Regions from separate parts of the Mus musculus genome. Here region 1 is linked to region 2. The links are chromatin contacts, called in public ChIA-PET maps. All regions are on one chromosome and are shown on one strand. Each heading gives the region's core, a stretch centred on a gene start, on an enhancer-like site or on the middle of the called end of the contact. The rest is flanking DNA. Distances are from core to core; before and after follow the strand shown.

Region 1 (4,835 bases), core at 662-3,161, 91 kb after region 2:
ATGCTTGCACAGCAAGCTCTCCTTTGACTGAGTCATTTCTGAAATCTGTGGACTTTTAGTTTGTTCGAATTTTTTACCGCATCAGCAAATGTCTACAAGTGACTTTAGCAATTTCATTCCTGGTGGCCAGTTGGTGTCATAAATGAACATTGTGTTGACATATTTCACTTATTTGGTGCTTTTTACATCCTTAAAGTGCCATTGCATATATTCTCTTCTGAAAACCCAGCTAGGCAGAGATTACTAGCCCGGTTTTAAAGATGAGGCCATGGATGCACAGGTCAGTTCTCTGGATGGAAGACTTGCACTTAGGGCTCGCTTTCTTTTCTGCTTCTCCTGACCTGTTTCTTCCTCTGGAGAATGGTGCTACGGGGCTGCATTTACAAGACTATAAGGGGACCCTTGGGGGACCCTGACCAACAAGGAATGATCATTCATCCCCTAGTGTTGGAAATCCCCACTGCTCCTCAGACTGACAGACACTACTGATAGTCCCCGGAACTGTGAGTCTCCCAGTAAGGTATGACAAACCTCAGGCCCATGTTTTCAGATAACTGTTAGTGGCCACAGAAGTTCCCCCAAGATGGTTGGTTAACCTTTGTCAAATCTGTTCTGACTCTGTGTGGGCAGCTGGGTTTCACCAGGAGGGCACTGAAAGTACTTGCCCAGACAGTCCAAGCCTAGAGCCAGGAGATCCCCACGTCTTCTTCCCTCCCTCCTGCATGGCTTCATAGCCTTCCTCTCTGACATATAAAATATGATATCTTTGACATATGTTCCTGAAAACTGTATACAACACTTGCTTCCAAACTTCTGTAAGGGGGGATCAAAAGAGGGTCCAGAAGCTTCTAAAATACAGATCAGAAGTTCAGTGGCAATATCAGTCGGATGAACTGGTTTTTCTGAACGATTTCTGCAATTAATACCATGGAATAAAGGAAGATTATAGCTTTAAAAACTGGATGTGAGAAGATAAATGTCTCTTTATTTTTCATTGATCAATGAGTCCCTGTATTCCAAAGAAGGTACTGACCCTTGCTGGTGTCATGAACTTCAGTATAAAAGAAGGGGAGGAGTGGGTTCAGTCAATAAAGGGCTACCCAGGCAAACACGAGGAGCTGGGCTCTCTATGCCAACACTCGTGTTTAAACAAAAAAGCTAGAGGTAATGATACGTGCCTGTAATCTCAGCACTGTGGAGCTGGAGCAAGGAGGAGCCTGTGGCCAGTCAGTCTATCCAAATCAAACCAGCAGCTCCGAGTTCAACAAAGTGCCCTGGTTTTTTTTGTTGTTGTTGTTGTTTTGTTTTGTTTTGTGTTTTGTTTTTTGTTTTTTTTAAGGTGGAGAGTTATTGAGGTAGACACCTGATTTCAACTTTTGGCCTCTGCATGCTTGTGTGTACACATATACACACCCCAAAGCAAACAAGGAAGGGAGGGAGAAAGAGAAAAGGAAGGGGGGGGGGGAAGAGTTGCTTTCCTTTGTGTGTAGAGTGGACTGCGAGCAGCTAGGCTCAGAGCCATGACTTGGAGAGCCTAGGCAGATGGCTTCATAAACACAGTCCCTGGGCGGCAGAGGTTTGGATGGTCTATCAAGATGAAGAGCACAGGCTTGAAGCTGGGATATCTGTTTAACGATGAGGCTAGACTGTAGGGAAGTCACACGTTTGACTCTGTGTTTAAGAAAGGTCACACGTGGAGAATCTTGTATCAGGTGGCTAGCCCCCGCAGAAGACCTCACAACATAGGTTTCAAGTACCCGTGAACCTCAGATAGATACATCCTGTTTTCTTTTTTTTCTAGCCTTTCAAAAGTGGTATTCAATACTCGAGAAAACCTCAAAGCTTTAAGTTGGCACTAGCCAGCCCAATTTAAGGTCAGGTTTTGCATAGAAGACTCAGACAGGAAGCAGGCTGGTGTAAAAGCAGCCAGAAGGGTAACGAAACAATACCACTCCATCCACCGACTATGCATGGAGATGTGCTATGTCATCTGATGGTAGCTTTGTTTTCCCTTAGCAGTTTCATTTGTGAAAGTGACTACTACCCTTTAGCACGGCCCCTAAGATGGCTGTGTGTAGAGCAATTTTAAACCAGCAACATGGTCGCTCTGGTAAGGAATCACATCCAAAAACATCCAAGGTCTATATGATCTGGCTGGAATGCAGGCATTCCCTGGATTATAATATGATCTGGAATATAGATACACCCTTAGTACTCACCTTTAATCCCTAACAATGAAGTAAGGTTAGTTTGTAGAAGGAAGCAGCCATGGTCAAAAGTGATGTTTAATTAGGGGATGGTCAAAGTGACAAATCAGAGAAAGGTTTGGCAGAATGAGTCAGAGATAGGATGTGCCCAATTCTCGCAAGAGCAGGCAGAAATGAGAGGCGGCTTAAGAACAGTGCAGAGAGAGCAGCAGTCACTTCAGTCTATTGAGAGCCAGTGGAGTGAAGTCAAGTTCATGGCAGTTCATTTGTTGGCCTTTCAGTCCATGGAGTTCAGAAGCAGTTTTTAACCAGGACAGTTTTACAGAGACAGGTTTCAGAGAGAACAGCGAGACACAGGTGAAGACAGAATGAGCTAGAAGACGAGAGCAGATTACCAAAGTTAGTTTGAGGCCAAGCAGAGCAGAGCAACTCAGTCAGAAGCTGAGATTGAAGCCAGATTGAATCAGTCAGTTTGGAGAGGAATTTGGTCTAGAACAGCTAGTTGAACCAGCCAGCTAGAGTTCAGAAAGAACTAGAAAGTGAGGGTTTACCGGGCATTAAGCCACAGAGATGACAATTACATCAGGCGAATGAAAGTTACATTTACAGCTGTACAATCCTTCCGAATGAAAGGAAAGTTTCACTCTGTAACCTGGAGTCCATTCTCAGTCATGACTGAGCCGTGGATGGCTTGAGCAGGTATTGCAACATCTAGTCAAAGCAGAGTACAGTCTTTTATCTCCTTGGTGCGTGTTTGTGTGGGCATGCCTGTACATGCACATTTACGCATGAATGTGGAAGTCAGAAGACAACCTCAATTGCTCCTCATGGATGAAGCACCTTGTTTGTTTGAGACACTGTCTCTCCCTGAACCTGGAGCTCCTTGAGTATGGAGGCTGCCTGGCTAGCCCCAGGGATCCTGCTGTCTCTACTTCCCAGTGCTGGGGATAGCAGGTACACTCCATACCATGCATGGCGTTTTCCGTGGGTCCCAGAGGAAACATCGCCATCTTTCCAAGGAGGGAAGGAGTCAGATCGGCAGGGTGTCATCTTCGCCGTGTGCCCGTTATGGTTTTATGACCCCAGAGTATCATTCATCTGTGACAAGTCTGTAGGCTGGCCTGTTAGATTTTAAACTGTTGAATTTTCATAATCTGTTTATGAGTGAGTCTGTTCCCCACTGGTTATGACTCAGGAATCACAAGGAGTGATCTGGAAAAGTGGATGATTTATGAGAATAAACAGCCAACTCAGTTGTCCCTCTCAGACCAGACAGTTTAAAGCAGAACTAGAGACCAGGCGCTTTGATCTTTTAAACAAGCTTTTTAAAGAGCATGCGTTAATGATCTATAATAATGGTTTCATTATGCCATTTCTGTAAAGCGTATACTTTGGTTGTGTTTGCCCTGTTGCTCTCTCCTATCTCCCCCTACCCACTGCTGCTTTCTTTATTTACTAACTTGTCCCCTCTTTATTTTCACCTCTGTTTTCTGTGAGTCAATGAGTTGGATTAAGATTGCTTATAAGATCCTGGGTGAGGGCTTTCTCACAGGAGCACCGGTGAGAGGTTACGTACAGGGGTCCAGGTGAAGAGATCCTTATGAGAACACAGGTGAGAGGTCGCCTGGAGGAGTATCAGTGAGTGGTCACTTACACTATCATGGGCAACTTGCCATGGCTACACCATGGAAGAAAAAACGGGTGAGACTTGGATTTCTAAGCAATGTTAACCAGTGTTAAAATGTCTTGGGCCAGTTGGTAGGACTTATTAACAATAGCATAGTGGGTGTTCTCAGAAGGATCACATGAAGGCTTGTATGCTGATTTCTCATAAGACAATTACAAAGGTAAATTCTAGCAACACACTCAACAGGTACATTTTGACTATTTTAGTGAAGAGTTAAAGACATTTTAAAGTATTTCTTTATTAACCGAATAGATGCATAAAGCAAACAATGTTATCAGGGGAATAATGATATTAGAGGAAAAGTATATAAGCAATGCTTGAAACTTTATATATCAAATTACCACCCTCTAGAAATTCTCACACAGTCCACATCAAATCATATGTACAAGTCTTACACTTAAACACAGACACACACACACACACACACACACACACACACACACTAACATAGTCACATACATACTCACACATACACCTGATTTTATGTATTGAATTTTAAAATTACAACTAATTCTATTACTTTTATATAGTAGATCATTCAGAACTTTGGGGACCCTCTAAATGTAGTACATTAGAATCTTTAAAGTTTGACTATAGAACCCTGTTCCTAAATTATTCCTAGTGTGTGTGCATGTGTGCCCTCTCACAAGCAAGGTTGATATCAGGTATCTTCCTCAATCACTGCCCATGTTATTGCTTGAGACAGGGTGTCTGATGGCACACATAACTCACTGATTAGCTAGCCTAGCCAGCCAACAAGGCCCTGGGATTGATTAGGTAGCCTGGCCAGCCAGCAAGGCCTGGGACTAGCCCACCTTCACTTCCTCAGGGTGAGGACTGTCTGAACTCAAGGTCCTCATGTTTGCCCATTGTGCACTTTATCAAAGGAACCATGCCCCCAGCCTGGAACCCTATGTTTTCTTTTCTTCCTTCTTTTTTTT
Region 2 (4,864 bases), core at 412-2,911:
GGCTGCCATAGCTGGCTGGGACTTAGTCTGGAACACTCTGATGAGGGTGAGGGTCTGTTATCTGAGTCGATTAGTCTGAATGGAACCGACAGAGGATCAGAAGCAGAAATATGTTCCACAAGCACATTATGGAACTGGGTCACACATTTGAGAGATCGGGTCACTACTGTCAGGGCTTCAGTGGAAATGACTCACTCTGGCAGCCCACCATCATATTTATCCACACTCTTAAGATTTCTTGAGGCAGAGTGTCATGTAGGCCAGAGTAGCCTCCAATTCTTTAGGCAGCTAAGGATGCCTTTGGAGTCCTGATCTTCCTGCCTCTACCTCTCTAGTGCTGAGACCATAGGTGTGTACCATTATCCCAAGTAATACAGTACCCAGGCTGCATGCATGCTAGGCAAGCACTCTACCAGTGGAGCTATATGCCCAGTCCTAGGGTCTCATCTATACAGATGCTGATCCCATTGGTTTATCTCATCACCTCCTAATAGCCCCATCTTCTTTGGTTTTCCTTTTAATTAAAAAAATATTCACTGACAGTTTCATATATGTATATGATGGTTGGTCATTACAAATCCAAAGACCCTCTCTTATCCTTTTTTCCTTCCTTCTAGAACTTTCTTCTTAGCTTTCCCCCCTCCTGTTTTCTTTTTTTTTGCGGGGGGGGGTCCATTGAGTTTATGATTGATTGCATAAATATGGATATGGAGCTATTACTGGAACATGGGCAACTTGCCAGTGCGTGCACCACAGAAGAAAAATGACTCTTTATTAATTGTTAATAGCTCCTGAGTAAGGGGTGGGGCCTTCCCCTTAGACCCTCTCTCACCCATGGTAGAATGTTGATACATCCTGCCTTCTAATACCAACTCTGGTGATTCTGTTCTAACATGAATTTTGGGGTGACTCAGATGTTCAGACTCTAGTGAAGATACAGATTTTAAGTAAGCAGGTGGAGCCCCAGAGCCACCACAGCATGGGTAAAGGTCAGGCCTCCTGGCCATGTCCCTCCAACTGGACACGGCATCTTGATTTGTTTACCTTCTCTCTTGGCCAGTCTCTTAGCCCAGGCTGCCCCTTTTGGTCAGTAGCTGCTCTCTCCTCCCACATCTCCCCACATGGCTCAGGGCAATGTTCACTCTGAACTCTTCCAGATGTTCCTGCCCCTGGCTATGTTCTCCCTTTTATCTACAATAAACTTTTCCTCCACCATACCTAGGGGCAGTCATGTGTTTTCCATTTCATTTTTTTTTTTAATTCACTCACATTCCTGCTGTCATGCCTTCCCCACCATGATAGCCTGTATCCTCAAACTAAACTCAAACACATCCTTCTGTAAGTCGTTTTTTAAATCAAGTATCTCGTTGCAGCAATGGATGAAGTAATTAATACAAGAACCAAGCTTCAGTCTGGGTTTTGGTGGATGAGAACACGCTGGAAAGTGGTCCCATCCCATTGGTGATCTATCTGCCCTCATGGTTACATCTTTCAGGCCTCTGTCTCCTAATACCATCACATTAAGGGACAGAACCTTAACCTAGGAGTCCACAACTGGTGGGGATTGGGTAGAGCTGACAGAGTTGACAGCTCAGTTCTCACTTCTCTCTAGGGAAAGAGACTGCATCTTCAGCTCAGCCTGGCCCGGAGATCACTCGACACATCTGCGTGTGGCCCATACAGACAAATACAGGAAGGCCTCATAGCTTCCTCCCAGCACGGCAGGTGGGGTCTCCCCTCTCATTGATGGAACTGAAAGGCCTTTAAGCTTCCTCAAATTAGTGGTGGTCCACAGGAAGTGGCAATCGCTGCTTCTAGAAATCCAGACAAAAAGCCACTGAGATGAAAACAAACAAGTTCCTGTGCTCTGTCTCTGTTTTCTTTGTGCTGTGTGGGGACATCTATGTTTGGGTTGTGTGCCTATGTGTACCTGTGGGCTAGTGCATATATGCAGGCTAGAGGAAAACCTCAGATGTCATTCCTCAGGATCTGTCTTCTATCTACCTCTACCTACCTACCTACCTACCTACCTACCTACCTACCTACCTACCTACCTACCTTCCTACCTACCTACCTACCTACCTACCTAGAGATACATCTATCTCTCTATCTATCCATTTACTCACAGGAACTTATAGGTGAGGCAGGCTGGCCACCTGTCTCTACCTTCCCAGCTGTAGGATGACAAGCATGTACCACCTCTTCTGGATTTTTTTTTTTAATGTGGATGCTGATGACTAAATTTGGGACTCTGTCTTTGTAAGCACTTTATAGACTGAGGTATCTCCCCTGCCTGTCAACCTGCTTGCCTGTCTGTCTGTTTATCCACCCATCTATCTGTTTATCCATCTATCTATCTATCCATTCATCTATCCATCCATCCATCCATCCATCCATCTCAGAAAGTTGTTGCTAAATAGTCCTGGATGGTCTGGAACTCAGTACAGATATCAGGCTGATCTCAAGATTGTGATAATACTTTTGCTATTGCCTACTAGCACTGGGTAGGTGTTAGCATGCTTAGCCTAACAAGTTCTCTCTTAAATGAGTACTCTACCAAGTGTCTTTCCTTCCTTCCTTCCTTCCTTCCTTCCTTCCTTCCTTCCTTCCTTCCTTCCTTCCTTCCTTCCTTCCTTCCTTCCTCCCTCCCTCCCTCCCTCCTTCCTTCCTTCCTTCCTTCCTCCCTCCTTCCCTCCCTCCCTCCCTCCCTTCCTCCTTCCCTCTCCCTCCTTCTCTCCCTTCCTTCTATGATTTCCTCTTCTTTCTTTCTTCTTTCTTTCTTTCTTTCTTTCTTTCTTTCTTTCTTTCTTTCTTTCTTTCTTTCTTTCTTTCTTTCTTCCTTTCTCTTTCTCCTTCTTAACAGTTATTTATTGTGTGTTGGGGCAGGAGTGCATGATGTGGAGCACATAGAGATCAGAGGACAACTTTGTGGAGTCAGCTTTCTCTTCCACCATGTGGGTCCTGGGGATTGAGCTAAAGTTCTCAGGCTTGGAAGTAAGTACCTTTATCACTGATCCATCTTTCTGCCTGTCTTAGCTAGGGTTTTATTACCAATACCATAGCAACTCTTATAAAAGAAAACATTTAATTGGAGCTAACTTAGAGTTCAAACATTTAGTTTATTGTTGTCATGGTGGGAAGCATGGCAGCATGCAGGCAGACATAATGCTGGAGAAGGAGCTAAGAATTTGACATCTTCATGGGTAGGCAGCAGGAAAAGAATGAGACACACTGGGCCTGGCTTGAACATCTGAGAACTCAAAGCCCACCCCCAGTGATGTACTTCCTCCAACAAGGCCATACCTATTCCAACAAGAGCACACCTCCTAACAGTATCACTCCCTATGAGCCTATGGGGCTATTTTCATTCAGACCATCACACTGCTGGGTGATTTCTTTTTAACAAAAATTTTTAAAATATATGAAATGCACTAGATGTTTAGAGTCTAACAGAGGAAGGATAATACACAAGAACCCAAAATTAGAAGTCATAAGCTCTATTATGTGACTCTAGACCAGAGATTTAGAGGAGAGATTATGTGCCATTCAGACCTTGGGGTGTGACTCTACTTTGAAAGAGCAGAAAAGAGACTGGTGGTGTGAGTAATTATGTTTGTGGGAAGATGAGGGGACCCAGAAAGCCTCCCCAAGTGTCACCACTTCCAATAATTCACTGGTGCAGAAAGGTATGGTCTCATGGGGCAGGGCAGCTCTGGCTCAGCTGGAAGTGGCTGCCAGAGAATAGTGCTACTAACAGCACTAAGACAGAGTGCTGAGTGAGGTCTGGTGATCCAGGCCTGTTATCCCAGGTACCGGGGAGGCTAAAGCAAGAAGATCTGCCTGGGCTACAAAGTGAGTTTAAGACCAGCATGAGTAACTTGGGTAGACCCTGTCTCAACAATCAATCAAACAAACAAATGAAGAAATCAAGCATGAAAGGGCTGGGATATAGCTCTGTAGTAAAGGCTTTCCTACCCCTATGCAAGGTTCTAGGTTAGATCCTCAGCATTATCACCAAAGTGGGGAAGGAGTAGAAAAAGACAAGAGTTAAGCCGGAGAGAGGACTGCCATTGATTAGTGATGTCTGTTGTGGGTGCAAGGAAGGGAATAATGGTTTGTGTCTCAAAAGAATGCCAGTTTGCACTAGAAATTGATGCAAAGACAAGGCAGAGACTTCCTTTTTTATTCTCTTACATGAAAGCCAATAAATCCTGAGACTAAAACCTGTGATACTGTGTGTGTGCACGCATGTATGTGTGCACCAAGTTGGCATTGGGTGTCTTCCTTGATTTCTCTTTAGTTTAATTACTGAGACAAGCTCTCTCAGTTGGACTCAGAGATTGTCAATTCAGCCGGTCTATCTAGCCAGCTTGATCCAGGGATCCCTGTCCCCATCCCCTGAGTTCTGGGATTGCAGGTCGGCCACCGTGCCCTTCTGACTTTTACTTTGGTTTTGGGGATCCAAACTCTGGTCCTTTGGCTCATCCAGTAAATACATTATCCAATGAGTCACCTCCCCAGAACAACTTAAAAACTTTTTTAAAATTAGAACAATTTTAGTATATGTTTATGTGTATGGGAGCGTGTAATATAAGTTTGAATGCAGATGTCATCGGAGAACAGATGTCAGATCCCCTGGAGCTGGAGTTATAGGCACTTGTGAACTGTCTGATGTGGGTCCTCTGGAAAAGCAGTATATGCTCCTAACTGCTGAGCCATTTCTCAAGCCTTGCCCCCCCCAACATTTTTTCAATTAAAAAGTTAGCATAAAAGTAATGGTTTTCATTATAGTGTTTTCATACATATGTTGGTCCCATTGCTCTTTCCCAGTCTTCTCTCTCATCCTCCTGCCTGCCTCTTGCTC

What was found. ChIA-PET counts read pairs in DNA pulled down with a chosen protein or histone mark.
Region 1: an RNA polymerase II ChIA-PET map of memory CD8 T cells shows a contact between it and region 2, with 514 read pairs. The contact joins two enhancer-like sites. A contact is called at or near these places in 1 of 15 datasets of contacts at CTCF or cohesin (CD8 T cells), 5 of 484 Hi-C or Micro-C datasets (CD4 T cells, CD8 T cells, Th1 cells and 2 more) and 3 of 115 datasets of contacts at active chromatin or transcription factors (CD8 T cells, embryonic stem cells and memory CD8 T cells).

The regions. Positions count from the first base shown.
Region 1 is chr1:128,765,245-128,770,079 of GRCm38.p6, forward strand. No RefSeq gene overlaps it. Among named protein-coding and RNA genes, the nearest start is that of Gm23056, 120 kb to the right of the region's middle. Within about 2 kb of position 1,912, at least 69 of the 459 cell types and tissues checked have an H3K27ac peak or open chromatin away from gene starts, as enhancers often do. A contact at or near this core is called in CD8 T cells and memory CD8 T cells, where this site is marked.
Region 2 is chr1:128,674,035-128,678,898 of GRCm38.p6, forward strand. No RefSeq gene overlaps it. Among named protein-coding and RNA genes, the nearest start is that of Cxcr4, 84 kb to the left of the region's middle. Within about 2 kb of position 1,662, at least 58 of the 459 cell types and tissues checked have an H3K27ac peak or open chromatin away from gene starts, as enhancers often do. A contact at or near this core is called in CD8 T cells and memory CD8 T cells, where this site is marked.